Regions from separate parts of the Mus musculus genome. Here all the other regions are linked to region 2. A link is a contact called in public HiCAR-type and promoter capture Hi-C data. All regions are on one chromosome and are shown on one strand. Each heading gives the region's core, a stretch centred on a gene start, on an enhancer-like site or on the middle of the called end of the contact. The rest is flanking DNA. Distances are from core to core; before and after follow the strand shown.

The links. Promoter capture Hi-C pulls out the DNA fragments that hold promoters and counts their contacts. HiCAR-type assays count read pairs that join an accessible place to other places. Capture Hi-C pulls out chosen DNA fragments and counts their contacts.
Region 1: a HiCAR-type map of astrocytes shows a contact between it and region 2, with 7 times the contacts expected there. The contact joins the promoter of 8430429K09Rik here to the promoter of Ube2d-ps in region 2.
Region 3: a contact with region 2 is called in a promoter capture Hi-C map of adipose tissue, with 6 times the contacts expected there. The contact joins the promoter of Tug1 here to the promoter of Ube2d-ps in region 2. A contact is called at or near these places in 3 of 39 promoter capture datasets (hippocampal neurons and liver) and 1 of 9 other capture datasets (adipose tissue).
Region 4: a promoter capture Hi-C map of liver shows a contact between it and region 2, with 5 times the contacts expected there. The contact joins the promoter of Patz1 here to the promoter of Ube2d-ps in region 2. A contact is called at or near these places in 1 of 39 promoter capture datasets (liver) and 2 of 9 other capture datasets (adipose tissue and liver).
Region 5: a HiCAR-type map of astrocytes shows a contact between it and region 2, with 6 times the contacts expected there. The contact joins the promoter of Pik3ip1 here to the promoter of Ube2d-ps in region 2. A contact is called at or near these places in 1 of 39 promoter capture datasets (liver) and 1 of 115 datasets of contacts at active chromatin or transcription factors (astrocytes).

The regions. Positions count from the first base shown.
Region 1 is chr11:3,451,074-3,453,773 of GRCm38.p6, forward strand. 8430429K09Rik (RIKEN cDNA 8430429K09 gene) reads left to right here and starts at 1,364. Exons shown (of 4, transcript NR_028317.1): 1 at 1,364-1,667. It overlaps Rnf185 (ring finger protein 185), which reads right to left and starts at 1,883. Exons shown (of 7, transcript NM_001290472.1): 1 at 1,136-1,883.
Region 2 is chr11:5,760,816-5,763,515 of GRCm38.p6, forward strand. It overlaps Ube2d-ps (ubiquitin-conjugating enzyme E2D, pseudogene), which reads left to right and starts at 1,335. Exons shown (of 7, transcript NR_015577.1): 1 at 1,335-1,425. It also overlaps a transcript of Urgcp not described here.
Region 3 is chr11:3,647,442-3,650,141 of GRCm38.p6, forward strand. Tug1 (taurine upregulated gene 1) reads right to left here and starts at 1,373. Exons shown (of 4, transcript NR_002321.2): 1 at 1,312-1,373. Morc2a (microrchidia 2A) reads left to right here and starts at 1,996. Exons shown (of 27, transcript NM_001159288.2): 1 at 1,996-2,700.
Region 4 is chr11:3,288,942-3,291,746 of GRCm38.p6, forward strand. It overlaps Patz1 (POZ (BTB) and AT hook containing zinc finger 1), which reads left to right and starts at 1,516. Exons shown (of 4, transcript NM_019574.3): 1 at 1,516-2,805. The coding sequence starts at 1,673.
Region 5 is chr11:3,329,415-3,332,240 of GRCm38.p6, forward strand. Pik3ip1 (phosphoinositide-3-kinase interacting protein 1) reads left to right here and starts at 1,317. Exons shown (of 6, transcript NM_178149.4): 1 at 1,317-1,590; 2 at 2,501-2,617; 3 at 2,695-2,814. The coding sequence starts at 1,521. Gm12592 (predicted gene 12592) reads right to left here and starts at 1,776. Exons shown (of 2, transcript NR_165248.1): 1 at 1,500-1,776.

The DNA.
Region 1 (2,700 bases), core at 114-2,613, 2.3 Mb before region 2:
TCCTGGCACTCTTTAAGACTGAAACAGCAGGATCCGGGTTCAAGGCCAACTACAAAAGGAGCTTGAGGACAGCCTGAGATCCCTGAGACCCTGTCTCAGACCACAAAAGAAGTATCACATACACTCTGAAGACAGAGTTATCAGTGGAGAGGTAAGAGTCACAATAAATACTAATACGAGCCTTTTAAATTGGAAAGGGCCGCCTCCTGTATACTTCCTTTCCCAAGGAGACAGTCAATCCCCATCAGTCGTCACCTCTGATAATTCTTCCGTTAAATTCTTAATAGTAAGTACACATGTGTCTTCCCCCTAGAACCTACCTATTAATCGTAGCTGTACCTCTTTCAGCTACAAAGATCAAGCAGGAGGCCTCTTTGCCATAACTCCCCCACCCAACCCCCACCCCCACCCCGCGCCAGCTTTTAAAGATAGTTAGTTATTCTCCTCCGGCGTTCTTTCCTAAGCTAGAAGTTTCATAGAATCGAGCCGGCTCCAGCTGCCTCGAATCGAGTACCGCATTCACAGCGGGACCGCACTTCGGATGAGCAGGCTTCAAACACGAGTAGGACTCCAGAGGAGAACGTTCAAAATAAGGTTTCCTAGGATCCAGACCCAGATTCGAAACAAGCTGTGGGAAAAGCCCAGGGCTGGAGAGCCGGCATCCCGGAGGGTTTCGGAGCAGGTGCTGTGGAGGCCCACGCTTTTGAGACAGCTGTGCCCGGTTGTACAGCTGTGGGAACTAGGTTCAGGGAGGTCAAAGACTTGGCCTCGAACGCACAGTGAGCTGCAGGCAGCGAACTCAAGTCCAGGTCTCCTACGCTTCACCCCAAATCTGTTCACCGCATTCCTCATCTTTCCACTCCACCAAATCGCCACCCACGAGAGAGGCGGTCCCGCCCCCGAGGCTACGGGAGTCAGGACGAGCCCCGTCTGGAAGGGGAGCTTGTGCGCACCCTTCTTTCCCTTTTCTGGGGCCTTAGTTTGCCCAATCTGTACCCACGGATGCCAGTCTGACCTTCCTTCTGGGACCTGGACAGAGCCAGACTGGATGACTCCTGGCCCTTGGCTTCAGATCCCTGAGCCTGGGAAGGGGGTCCCATGCCTCCCGGGCCCGCCGTCCCAGCTCGTCACCTACCTGCCGCCGCGGTAGAGCGAGCGCCAGCGACGCCAGCTGTCCGTTCCCCCGTCCCGGAGTAGCCGAGCCAGTCTTAGAGACGCGTCAGTCAGAAAGATTGAACCTCCGACCCCTCCTACCGGGAACTTGGTCACCTGACGCGGAGCCGCCTCTAGTAGAACAACTTCCGGTTCCAGCCGGAAAAGGCTGGTGTGCAGCGCTGCTCTCCGGCCCAGGCGCCCGGCTGGTAAGTTCCGCCCCGGGACAGGAAGGGGAGGGCGTCTGGTCTTTCCGTAGGGTTTCCTAGCGCTGGAAGAGGAGGGAAGGCAGCTCGGTGGATGGGCGAGCTCGCCTCGCCCGCGTGAAGACGTGGGAATAAATATGTGCGTACCCGCCAGCTAATCATAGCATTCATTCGGGTGATGGGTCAGAACTTCAATGTCGTTTTCGAAGCAGGCTTGGGATACATGGGACCGTGTCGCAAAAATAATGGGCGGATGAAAAAGCCAGTTCTAGAAATACCAGTTTGGAATGCCTTGTACAAGAAAGTAAGGTCAGTGGTTGTTCTGTTTTATAAAGAAGAAGAACAGGAGGAGGAGGCATGGGAAGTGGAGTAGGAAAGGGAGTAGAGAATGAGGAGAAGGGAGAGAGGCCGGCCAGGAACGCGTGAAGAGAGAGGGCGGAGGGGGAAGGGGGCAAAGAGTAAGGGAGAGGAGGGGGCGAACAGCCCCTTTTATAGTAAGCCGGGCATACCTCGCTGTTGCCAGGTAACTGTGGGGCGGAGCCTAGAAGGAATGCTAACAGTGGTGATGGATGAGAATGTGCAAAACGACCCAGGAGCTCTCTTGAAGACTCTACTAGCCAAATCTGTGAAATTTCAGTATCAAAATAATAAAGGTAATAAGAGTATAACTAATTGGAGCCCATGAGATGGTTCAGAGGTAAAGATGTTTGCTGCCAAGCCTGTCAACTCTAGTTCAGTCCCCAGAAACCCAGCGGTGGAAGGAAAGGAGTCTGGCAAGTTGTCATCAGACCTTCACATGTATACAGAGACACTTAATAAATACATGGTAATTTATTTTAAAACTAATTAGATGAACTTGTAACCAATGAGGGATTGTTTTTTTTTTACAGTAGCAAGTGCATTTATTATATTTAAAAATAACTAGAAAAATTGGTGTTTTAGCTTTCCATATATAAAAACATGTGAGTCCAGTGCAACAGTGCTCAGTGCAGGTGAGTGATTTTGCTGTGCAGCTCCTACAAAGCTGCATAGCTGTGCTGTTGCAGGGGTGGGGGGAGTGGGGGGTGGAGAGCCGGCACACCTCATTCTGTAGAACAAGAAGGGACTTCCGTCCTGCCTCGGACAAGCAGTAGCAGTAGCATTCCTGTGTGTAAGCTGAGGTAGGGCTGGCACACCGGCCTTGTATCCTGTACTGGATGGCTTTCAGCTTCTGCTTGCCAGTGTGAAAGCCCAAACGCCAGATGGCAGGTGAGCCTGCATCCTCTCCCCAGAGTCCTTGACCTTATCAATCTCTAGCTCCACCTGTGGGGGACCTGAGGGATCGGTCAGAATACTCCTCCTC
Region 2 (2,700 bases), core at 85-2,584:
TAAGTGTTCGATTCATTGTTTTTGTTTTGGGCAGGGTTTGTATGCGTATGTGCAGGAACATGACAGAGGCCAGAGTAGAATGCCAGATATATGACAGAGTAAATGCTACTCTTTGTGCCTTACTGCTTTTGGTGCAAGGTCTCTCACTGAACTGGAATCTCACTATCTATGCTAAGGTAGCTCCAGGGATCCTGTCATGCCGGCTACCCAGTGCTGGGGTTAGAGACATGAGTAGCCAACCTCACCTTTTCTGTGGGTACTAATGATCTCAGGGCCCCATGCTTGCACCACAAGCACTCCTATCTACTATCTCCTCAGCTCCTCTAGTTTTAGATTTTCCTTTGGGGATCTTTCTCTCTTTCTTTCTTTCTTTCTTTCTTTCTTTCTTTCTTTCTTTTTTTGGTTTTTCCAGACAGGGTTTCTCTGCATAGCTCTGGCTGTCCTGGAACTCACTTTGTAGACCAGGCTGGCCTTGAACTCAGGAATCCGCCTGTCTCTGACTCCTGAGTGCTGGGATTAAAGGTGTGCGCCACCACGCCCGGCTTTTTTTTTTTTTTTAAGACATGGTCTTACTCTGCAATCCAGGCTGGCCTCAAACTCACTATGTAGCCCAGTCTGGTGTTGGAACACCTTTGGTCCAGAGCAACTGCACTAGCATACCCTATTAGGTTTATCTGTCTGGAAACAATATATATGATTATTTATATAGAGAGTCCAGATTCTTTACTGTATGAGGCACGCTGATATTATGTATTTTGCCATATTCTATTTCATTTCCAAGATGTTGGCTACAATCTATTACACAGATTTTGTGACATACCACTAAGTTCTTTACACTTGGTCTTAAACAGTTCGATGTCTTGGGGAAAGGGAAGCAGAGTTTAGCTTGGGATGTGCACTTTCAGGCTGAGTCTCAATAGCGGCAGTGCATTGAAGCCAACTAAGTACTACTGAAAATGCAGCTCTCCAGACATGTAGATGCATCTGTGCTCAGCACCTACGCGTATTCAGAAATATCTGTAACACTTCTGCCCAGAAAGCATATAAAAGTGAATGTATACTTACAGCGCTGACAACCACTAAGCTCAGGAGTTAAGTGACAGCCTGGGGAGGAGCCCAGGGAGGGGCAGAGAGCATAGCGTGTGGCACCTGCGGTTTCAGGCATGTCCTGGTGCCCAGGCCCCTCGCCTAGCAGAAACCAGAGCCACAGGGCCGTGACCGTGGCCGAGTAACTGACCGTGCGCGACTCCGTGGTCAGACCCAGGACTGCTGCGCGCACTAGCTACCCACAGCGCACCGCGGCGCGCACGCGTAGAGCGCCGTTCCCGGCGTGCAGCGTTGCGGCCCAGGCGGCCGTCTTAGTCTGCCCCGCAGGGCCGGTGGGGCACGAGCAGCGGGAACATGGCTCTAAAACGGATCCAGAAGGTAAGAGTGGCGGAAACGGGGTCCTCCCGCCCGTCCACTCTGCGGGCTGTCGCAGCGAATAGAACCCCGCGGCTGAGGTGCGGCAGGGCGCACTGACACTTGCCCCGCGCGAGTTCCGCCGCGGTCGGCGCAGACTTAGGAGGTGGCTGAGTGCCTCTGGCGGGCGACTCGCGGGGGCGGAGTCATGCGACCGGGTCACGTGCGCGCGCAGCTTTGGGCGGAGTTTAGGGAAGCAGAGGGGTGTCTCCCAGGGTGCCTAGCACGAGAGGCTGAGCTGCGGGAGAATTTCATCCCGTAGGTTTGTATTAGCCCATTAACCTAGAGCCTGGTAATTGCATCTCAGAAAAAGAAGCCACCAATCCACCCTTTACCATTTGTTAACGTTTTAGCCTATCCACTTTTCGTCCTTTTCCTAAAGAAAATTATTTTATATTTCTAAGTTGTTTTTTGTTCCGTTTTGGTTTGGTTTGGTTTGGTTTTTTGAGACACGGCCTCCTGGCAGACCCAGAACTCGCTATGTAGACAAGGCCAGCCTCAAACTCACAGAGATCCTCCTGCCTCTGGTTGCCGAGGGGCGTGCACCACCATACCCTGCATTATACTGTAATTTATGATCCATGTTTTCACATAGTATTAATAGTTGGAATTTTTTTAAAGATTTATTTATTTATTTATTTATTTATTTATTTATTATATGTAAGTACACTGTAGCTGTCCTCAGACACTCCAGAAGAGGGAGTCAGATCTCGTTACGGATGGTTGTGAGCCACCATGTGGTTGCTGGGATTTGAACTCCTGACCTTCGGAAGAGCAGTCGGGTGCTCTTACCCATTGAGCCATCTCACCAACCCTAGTTGGGATTTTCTATACTGCAAAATGGTATTTATAACCTCTTTTTTAAAGGATTTGGGGCCGGGCGTGGTGTTGCATACCTTTTATCCCAGCACTTGGGAGGCAGAGGCAGACGGAGTTCGAGGACAGCCTGATCTACAGAGGACAGCCAAGGCTATACAGAGAAACCCTGTCTCGAAAAACCAAAAAAAAAAAAAAGATTTGCTCACTTATATGTGGGTGTAAGGTGCCCTGTGTAGGTGCCAAGAATCATACTCAGGAGCTCTGGAAGAGCAGTTCATGCCCTTAACCACTGAGCCATCTCTCCAGCCCTATGACCCTAACTTTTAGCATTAGCATGATTCTTTCCACCAAGTGGATCCAGGTTATGTGTCTCAATTAGATTTCTGTCGCTGTGATAAACACCATAACCAGAAGCAGCTT
Region 3 (2,700 bases), core at 123-2,622, 2.1 Mb before region 2:
GAGTCCAACAAAGTTTTTTCAAAAACTTTAGCCTTCAATTTAAAAAACAAAACAAAAAACCCCCCCAAAAAAAAAAAAAAAAAAAAAAAAAAAAAAACCCCAAACATTTTCAGGAATCCAACGCCTGGTTCAGTCTGTTCCAAGTAGCCCTCTTGCTAAAAATCCATGTGCACTATTAACTGGTTTTGGCAGCACCATTTAAAAATAATCCTGTTCACTATCAACCACGAAAACCAGGGATATAAAATAGGAGCAAATAATGGGTGTCAATCATGGTTGTAAAAAAATAGTTAACGAGAGAAAAGTAGTCAGGCACCAGTACGAGCAGCAGAAAACAATCGCTGGGCCAGAGATTACACTTCTTGTTACTCGAGGACACATTCACTCCTAATTGTAGCTGCTTTCTAGTGGGTGCCATTGTACCATAGGCATCAGCCACCCTTCAGGCACCCTATGGTGAAAGGAAAGGGCTTTGACTAAAAGCCAAGCAGTGAAGTGATGGTACCTGAAACAGCCATTATGCAGTAAGAAGCAGCTCACATATACCAGGGACTCAAATGGGGGCTTCATATTGGTTGTGAAGGGTCCCAGATGACATGTAGGCCTCAGTTTCCTCCCGGTGGCAAAAACTGTTCTAAACTCTTCTGGGTCATAGCCCCCTTTGAAAACTCGCTACTGAAGGATCTACTCATCCCCCTAGAAAACACTTTCCCACGTGTTTCTGTACAGAAGAAGTTCAGGGAACCTTCCCATCTCCAACTCCAATAAAAGGTTCCCGAATTTAATTTCAGGGAATGAGCAATTGTTATGACTTCTTGCAACTCAAAGGAAAAAAAAACAATAATCATCTTTCTGTAAACCGACACTTTTGAAGAGAGCTTCCAATTCCATACACACACTGATAGGCAGAGGAGGAAACTGAGGCGCAGACAGATTACAGAGTGACTTGCCTAAGGTCACTCGGCCAGCGAGTGGCTAGGCCCGGAAGCAAACCCAGATCTTCCGACTCCGGAGCTCGAATCCCCACCCCGGAGCTGCCGCCAGCGCTCTCGCTCCCCACTAAGGTGGCATAAGTAGGAAAAGGCAAAGGAGGAAGCCCACCACCAACCATCCTCCAGCTCCCTCTTGACCCTCCAACTGGGTCCTAGCAGGCCCCGAGGGGTGGCGCCAGGCCTCCAGGCCAGCCCCGGCCACCCCAGCTTCCCCCGCCGCCTCCCCGGGAGCGGGGCGGAGTTGCCCGCCGCCGCCAACCACCCGGACGACCCCTCGTCGGATCGCAAAAGCATAGGCCGCCGCCCGAGTTCTGCGTACGAGAAGAAAGACGCGGCGCGAGCGCCAACGGCCACCGGGCGCGCGCCGCGGCGGCCGGGCCTGCGCCCCAAGAGCTGGATGCCAGAGCAGGAGAAAGAGCCGCCAACCGATCGCTCGATCGACCGCACGCCCGCTCCTTCGCCCTACCAGACCGGGGAGGGGGGGAGGGCGCGCCAGGGCTTCTTCGAGTTAGGGGCCTGACTCCCCGGCGACAAGACAAGATGGCTCCTCCGCTCTGCTCTGCAGCTACCGTCCCGGCTGCGTCTCTCGGCCCGCCCCCGGTACTGTTCCTTTAAATGGCCGAGAGGGGTCAGGAAAGCAGGAAGAGAGGCGCGCGCCCTCACGTGATGGGGGCGGACCGGCCAAACAAGATCCGGTCACGTGGACCGACGTCGCTCGCCAATCAGAAGGTGGAGTCTCAGGGCGGGGGCGGGAAGACTTCGAGCTCTGTGATTGGCCGAAGGTGCGCTGGAGGCCTCGGCGGCCGGGCCGTCGGGAGTGAGCGAGGTGATTCGCGCTGCGTGCGCTTACGGAGACAAAGCGGTGGCTGAGGTAGCGGTGGCGCGGGCAGCACCGGCCGCAAAGCCGTACTGAACGCTGAATCTCGTGACGCCCAGCCTGTCATCGTCTGTTGAGGCGCGGCGTGTCGTGTCGTGTCGCGGCGCGGGCGGGCGGCGGCGGCGGCGGCGGCAGCGGCAGCGGAGGCAGCACATGGTTCCAAGAGCGCGCTGCGGTGGTTGAGTTCCAATTCCACGGGGAGGGACAAAGGCATCTGCGAGCTGCAGGCAACGCCCGATCGGATCTGGTGGTGCACTCGCCACTTTCCTCTGTTCTCCCAGGCTCTGGGACTAACTCCTGTCTGTCGGTAGCGAGGAGGTGGCCACAGGACCCAGGCCTGGGAAGGCCCGAGGGCCCGAGGCCATCTTCTGAAGGGTGTGGGGGAAGGGCGCACCTGAGGTGATTCGGGAGGGTAGGTTGTGAGGTGTTTCTGTGGGCCACTGTGAGTAATTTCACCCACAACCTGTGGTGATTGTGGCATAATAGCAAGCTGTGTTTGGGCGGGGTTTGGGAAAAGAAATCTGTCAGTCAGCACCAAGGACCTTTCTGTTGGAAAGCGGTGAAGCCAGAAGTAGCCTCCACTCCACTGCACTGTCCAGTAGAGCACTCTTTTGAGGAGCCTGGTGTCTTCGGTGGTGACAAAGTCTTCGGTGGTAATGAAGTAGGTGAACCGTCAGAAGTAGGTCAATTTCCTGAATTTAGGAGAACAGAAAAGGACTTGAACGTGAAGTTGAAGCTGTAAACCTCCAAGTTTGAAGACCATTCAGAACCGTTCACTTTTGATGTGCGTCGGAATTGTGTGAAGAAAGCTTGACCCCCCGGAGCACTTAA
Region 4 (2,805 bases), core at 266-2,765, 2.5 Mb before region 2:
GGGCTAATAAGCAAGCTTCTGGCTTGGGGAAGATCGAGGGGGCTTCTTGATCTCTGGATTCCCTAGTTTTCTTACAAAACTGCTGGGACATGCAGGGGTCGTTGATTTTGTCCATCGCCATCATACTGTCCCTTCTCTGAGCTGGCTTGTGACTTCACGCTCCCTGGGGCACAAAGCCCAAGTAGCTGTGGGTGGGGAAAACGACCTATCTCTAGTTATCCAGGCGTGCCGGGCATTTGCCTCGGTCAGTGTGAGGCAGGCAGAAGGTTCCGCCTGCGTCGGATCGGGATCCCGTCTCCTTCCTAGGGCAGCAGAGCGGGAGGTCTCAGCCGACTTCTAGGGATTTCGGCCATCAAAGGAGAACTAGGCAGGGTGCTGATGCCCGTCCGACCTGCGGGTGCGCAAGGTAGGCTGGGGGGCTCAGATCCACAGGCTCTGGCTGCCCATCCCGCACGCTCGCCTACACTCTGGGCGGGCAGCGGAGGGGCGGCTGTAGCTGGTTTGCTGGCTCGGCGCTCAGATCGTATTGGCCGGGGTCGGGGGGGGGGTGGTGGTGTGTGGGGGGTGGTTGAGGCTGCAGCCCCGGGCCCCGCGGGCGGGGTGGGGAGGCGGAGGATCAGGCTGCGCTAGCATTGGCGGAGCTGGGGAGTGGGGGCAGGAAGCGAGCGGAGCGGAGCTGCAGGGGGGGGGGTTGTATAAATAGGGAATGGGGGACGTGCATCCTCCGCTGGGTGAGGGGGGGGGGCGTTCGGCACAAAGAAAGTGGAAAGTTTGCAGCGCTAGGCGGCCCAAGCTAGGGAGCCGGATGCGCACGTGCTGAGTCGGGGCGACCGAGACCCCCCACGCCGAGCTCGCTGCTTTTTTTTCTTTCTGCAAGCTGGGGGGGGGGGTGTTGTTGGTATCGCCCCCTCCTTCTCCTCCCCCCAGGGGTGAAAGTGCAAGAGGAAGTGCAGCCGCTGCCATCTTTCCTCCGTTCCGAACGCACGGAGCCTGGGGCCGCAGCGCCGCCGCCACTCGTGCCTGGCTTGGGAAAGGGCCCACCCTGCTACTGCCACCCGCTCGCTTCGGCCGCCGCCTTCGCCGGGCTCCAAGACTCGGCCTACGCCACCGCCCCTGTGCGCGCGGACCGCCGCCTTCGCCTTCGCCTTTTGTTTCCTTTGCTCCGGCGCCCCCACCCCGGCTCGCGCTTTGCAGGGGACGCAGCGCGCGCCCCCAGTGGGCCCGGGAAAAGCCTCGGAGCGCGCGCTTGCGCTTGCGCGGCGGACCCCTCCTCCTCCCCGCGCGCGCGCGCGCGCCTTTTGGCCGCGCGCCGGCGCCGCCTGGCGGGCGGGAGGGGAGGTGGCAGCTGCGTTTGCAGGAGGGGCGCACCTCTTCGCTCGTTTACCCCTGGAAGGTAGACCTAGAGAGGGAGGCGGGCAGGCGGAGAGGGAGTGCTACGCGGGTCCGGCGGAGGTTAAGGGCGGCAATGTGGGGGGCAGTGCCCCGCTGGGTCTAGCCCTTTTTATTAGAGCAGGGGGCGTGTGCGCTGGGCGCACCTGAGAGTACTACCGAGCCCTGGGCCGCACGTGCGGGGAGTGTGAGTGGTCCGCTGCAAAAGGCGTCTCGCTGCCTAAGGGAAGGGACCAGGGACTGGCGGGTGCCCGGCCCGGCGAGTGGGGAAGGGGCAGCGACCATGGAGCGGGTCAACGACGCTTCTTGCGGTCCGTCGGGCTGCTACACCTACCAGGTGAGCAGACACAGTACGGAGATGCTGCACAACCTGAACCAACAACGCAAAAACGGCGGGCGCTTTTGCGACGTGCTCCTACGAGTAGGCGACGAGAGCTTCCCAGCGCACCGCGCCGTACTGGCTGCCTGCAGCGAGTACTTTGAGTCTGTGTTCAGCGCCCAGTTAGGCGACGGCGGAGCTGCAGATGGTGGTCCTGCTGATGTGGGAGGCGCGGCGGCGGCTCCAGGCGGCGGAGCTGGAGGCAGCCGCGAACTGGAGATGCACACCATCAGTTCCAAAGTGTTCGGAGACATCCTGGACTTCGCTTATACGTCCCGAATCGTTGTGCGCCTAGAGAGCTTCCCCGAGCTCATGACGGCCGCCAAGTTCCTGCTGATGAGGTCGGTCATCGAGATCTGCCAGGAAGTAATCAAACAGTCCAACGTGCAGATCCTCGTGCCCCCTGCCCGGGCTGATATCATGCTCTTTCGCCCACCTGGGACTTCTGACTTGGGCTTCCCTTTGGACATGACCAACGGGGCAGCCATGGCAGCCAACAGTAACGGTATTGCTGGCAGTATGCAGCCCGAGGAGGAGGCTGCCAGGGCCACAGGTGCTGCTATTGCGGGCCAAGCTTCTCTGCCTGTGTTACCCGGGGTGGACAGATTGCCCATGGTGGCTGGACCCCTATCCCCCCAACTACTGACTTCTCCGTTCCCTAATGTGGCATCCAGTGCACCTCCACTAACTAGCAAGCGAGGCCGGGGACGCCCCAGGAAGGCCAACCTGCTGGACTCCATGTTTGGGTCTCCAGGGGGCTTGAGGGAAGCAGGCATCCTTCCATGTGGCCTGTGCGGGAAGGTGTTCACTGACGCCAACCGGCTCCGGCAACATGAGGCCCAGCACGGCGTCACAAGCCTCCAGTTGGGCTATATCGATCTTCCTCCTCCAAGGCTGGGTGAGAATGGGTTACCCATCTCCGAGGACCCCGATGGCCCCAGAAAAAGGAGCCGGACCAGGAAGCAAGTGGCTTGTGAGATCTGTGGCAAGATCTTTCGTGACGTATACCATCTCAACCGGCATAAGCTTTCCCACTC
Region 5 (2,826 bases), core at 67-2,566, 2.4 Mb before region 2:
CACCACATGCACACCCCCCCACCCCTCCCCAACCCCACCCCCACACGCACACACACGCACTCTTTGGGGGGCGGTGTTTATATGTGTGTTTTGCCAGCATATGTGTATGTGCATGACTGAGTATCAGAGGAGGGAGTCCATATTCTGGATCTGGACACAGATGGCCTTATGCTAAGTGCTGGGAACTGAACTAAGTGCTCCGCAAGAGCAACAAGTGCTCGTAACTAATGAGCCACCTCCCCAGTCCGGACAATGGTTTTAAAAGGCATGTCAGGTGGTTTGGGGACATGGTTCAGAGACTAGGAGTACTTGCTGCTCTTCAAGAAGAGCTGACCCGAGTTCCACTGCCTACTTCAGCTACCTCCCATGGTCGACAACTGCCTATAACCCCAGTTCTTGAGGCCCTGAAGTTTTCCTATGGCCTGAGTACAGACACAGATAAACCCACAAATAAAAATAACCCTTTTCTTCTTAAAAGACACATCAGGGTTCAATCACTTCTCATAGTTAGAATCACATTAGCTTTCCACTATGATAAAGTCTATAAAACTTACTTCATAGTGTTATTTTTTTCCTCCCTACATTGTGGCAAGATCAAAACAGAGTTTCTATTCTTGGATTTGCCCCAGTCACAAGGTAGTCTTGGCAAACCACCCTGTTCTCTCAGTTTACTGAGGCTGCTTGGGAACTTCAACTGCCAGCCAAATAGAAACTCCAAAAGCCCTAAGTTATGTGGATGTGGTTTAACTGTAGACACAAATTATTGCAACTAGATTTCCTATATACTGCTTGAGGGGAGTTGGAAGGAAGACATTTTACTTCTGGGCTGGTAAAAAGGGTGGACTTTACAATATAGCTAAAGGAATTCAATGTTTGTGTAACATGTATTTTCAGCTAATGATACCCTTTCTGTGTTCCTACTATATATGGATAACCCAAACCTCAAATGTTAGTAAAGGAATGTGACTGAACTGGCCCTAGCAAAGTACAATTTAAATATATTGCTTCCAGACAGATAATTCTTAGTTGTGCTGTCTATGTGGTCTTAAATTCTTCCTGCTTCTGCAATCAGCATCCGCTCTTACAACTGTGTAGTGCTTTTGGGGCTCCTAATCCACCCCACTCCACGATGCCTTCTGACACAGTGACTCTGTACTCACACTGGTGGAAAAGGAAGAAAAGCCCTGGGCATGCAGTTGTGCAGGTCTCACGCGGAGCTGCTGCTAAGCAAAACCTCTCTGCCACTCTCGGCTTGGCTGAGTTCCTCTCTTGGCTCAGGGTTAGTGATCTGGTAAGGTCTAGGAGGCTTAGGACCCAGGGGGCGCCTTTCAGCTGAAAAACACCTCGGCTGCAGCAAGCTAGCTGGGAAGCTCCCAGTTCTAAAGAGAGGCTGTTTACCAGAAGAGCATAACAGGGGCCGGCCAGTCTGACTGCAAGGAGACAAAACTGCTGCCAAGGAGGACCCCCCCCCCCCATTTGGACACTGGCTGTTGAGTCACCTGCGAGCCGAAGAGACGAGGATGCTGTTGGCTTGGGTACACACATTTCTTCTCAGCAACATGCTTCTGGCAGAAGCCTATGGATCTGGAGGTGAGATTACGTTTTCTCCCCCTTTCTGCAGCAACTTAAATGAAACAGATTCCCCAAACGTGGTCAGGCCGACAGGGAAGGAAGGTTTTGGCTGCTTTTCTCGTTATCCTACGAAAGCATTCTTCTCTCCTCTCTCCTTCCTTGCCAGAGGCTTGCAGCTCCATCTTTGCCATTAAGAACAAAGACAAGTAGTCACTTTCTCTTTCCCTTTCCTTTCACACGAGTGGATGGAGTGGAATTCGTCTCTTCTACTCCCCAGAGTCTTACCCTTTTAAAGTCCGTTTGCTTTGTGTGGCAGGCGCACGAACCTCCCCTCTCCAGCCTCCTCCCGTGGCTCTCTGCTGAGGGGAGTGGGAGCTTAAGAGATGAGGCAGAGACCCTCAGCTGGGGTCTCTATTGGATCTTTTGCTTCCCTGAATCAAAGGCTTTTGTGGAATTCTCTTGGGAGCTGGCGGTGTCTGTTAAACTAGCAGAAAGTGGCTGTATTCGTAGAGAAGGGAACACCAGTTTATATAACATTGACTTCTCAACACTGGGATGACTTCCATGTCTGACTGCCCAGAACCAAACTCACCATCTCCACAGAAAGACCTTAGGGAGAAAGACCTTCTTGTACCTTCAAAGTGGTCCCAAGTCCAAGAATAACAACCCTTTGCAGTTGTGCAGCGATCTTAAGCTTTTTTAAAAGGAAGGAAGGAAGGAAGGAAGGAAGGAAGGAAGGAAGGAAGGAAGGAAGGAAGGAAGGAAGGGAAGGGAAGGGAAGGGAAGGGAAGGAAGAAGAAAGCTAAATCGAGTGTTGTGTGTGGACCAAACGCCGCCAGGGGCGTGACACTCTGAGGTACACAGGGCTTTCTCCCGCGGGGCCAGAGAAACGCACTAAGAGTCTCGGGCGGGTTCCTCTTCCTCATAGGCTGCTTCTGGGACAACGGCCACCTGTACCGGGAGGACCAGCCCTCGCCCGCGCCGGGTCTCCGCTGCCTCAACTGGTTGGCCGCGCAAGGCAGCCGCGAGTCGCTCACCGAGCCCAGTGAGTGTCCGCCGGGGAGGCGGGCGGGGTTGGTGGGCGGCGGCCGCGGCCCTTGACTCCTCTTCTCCCCACCTCAGGCCCGGGCAACCACAACTACTGCCGGAACCCGGACCAGGACCCGCGCGGGCCCTGGTGCTACATCAGCAGCGAGACCGGCGTCCCTGAAAAGCGGCCCTGCGAGGACGTGAGTTGCCCAGGTACTCGCCCTG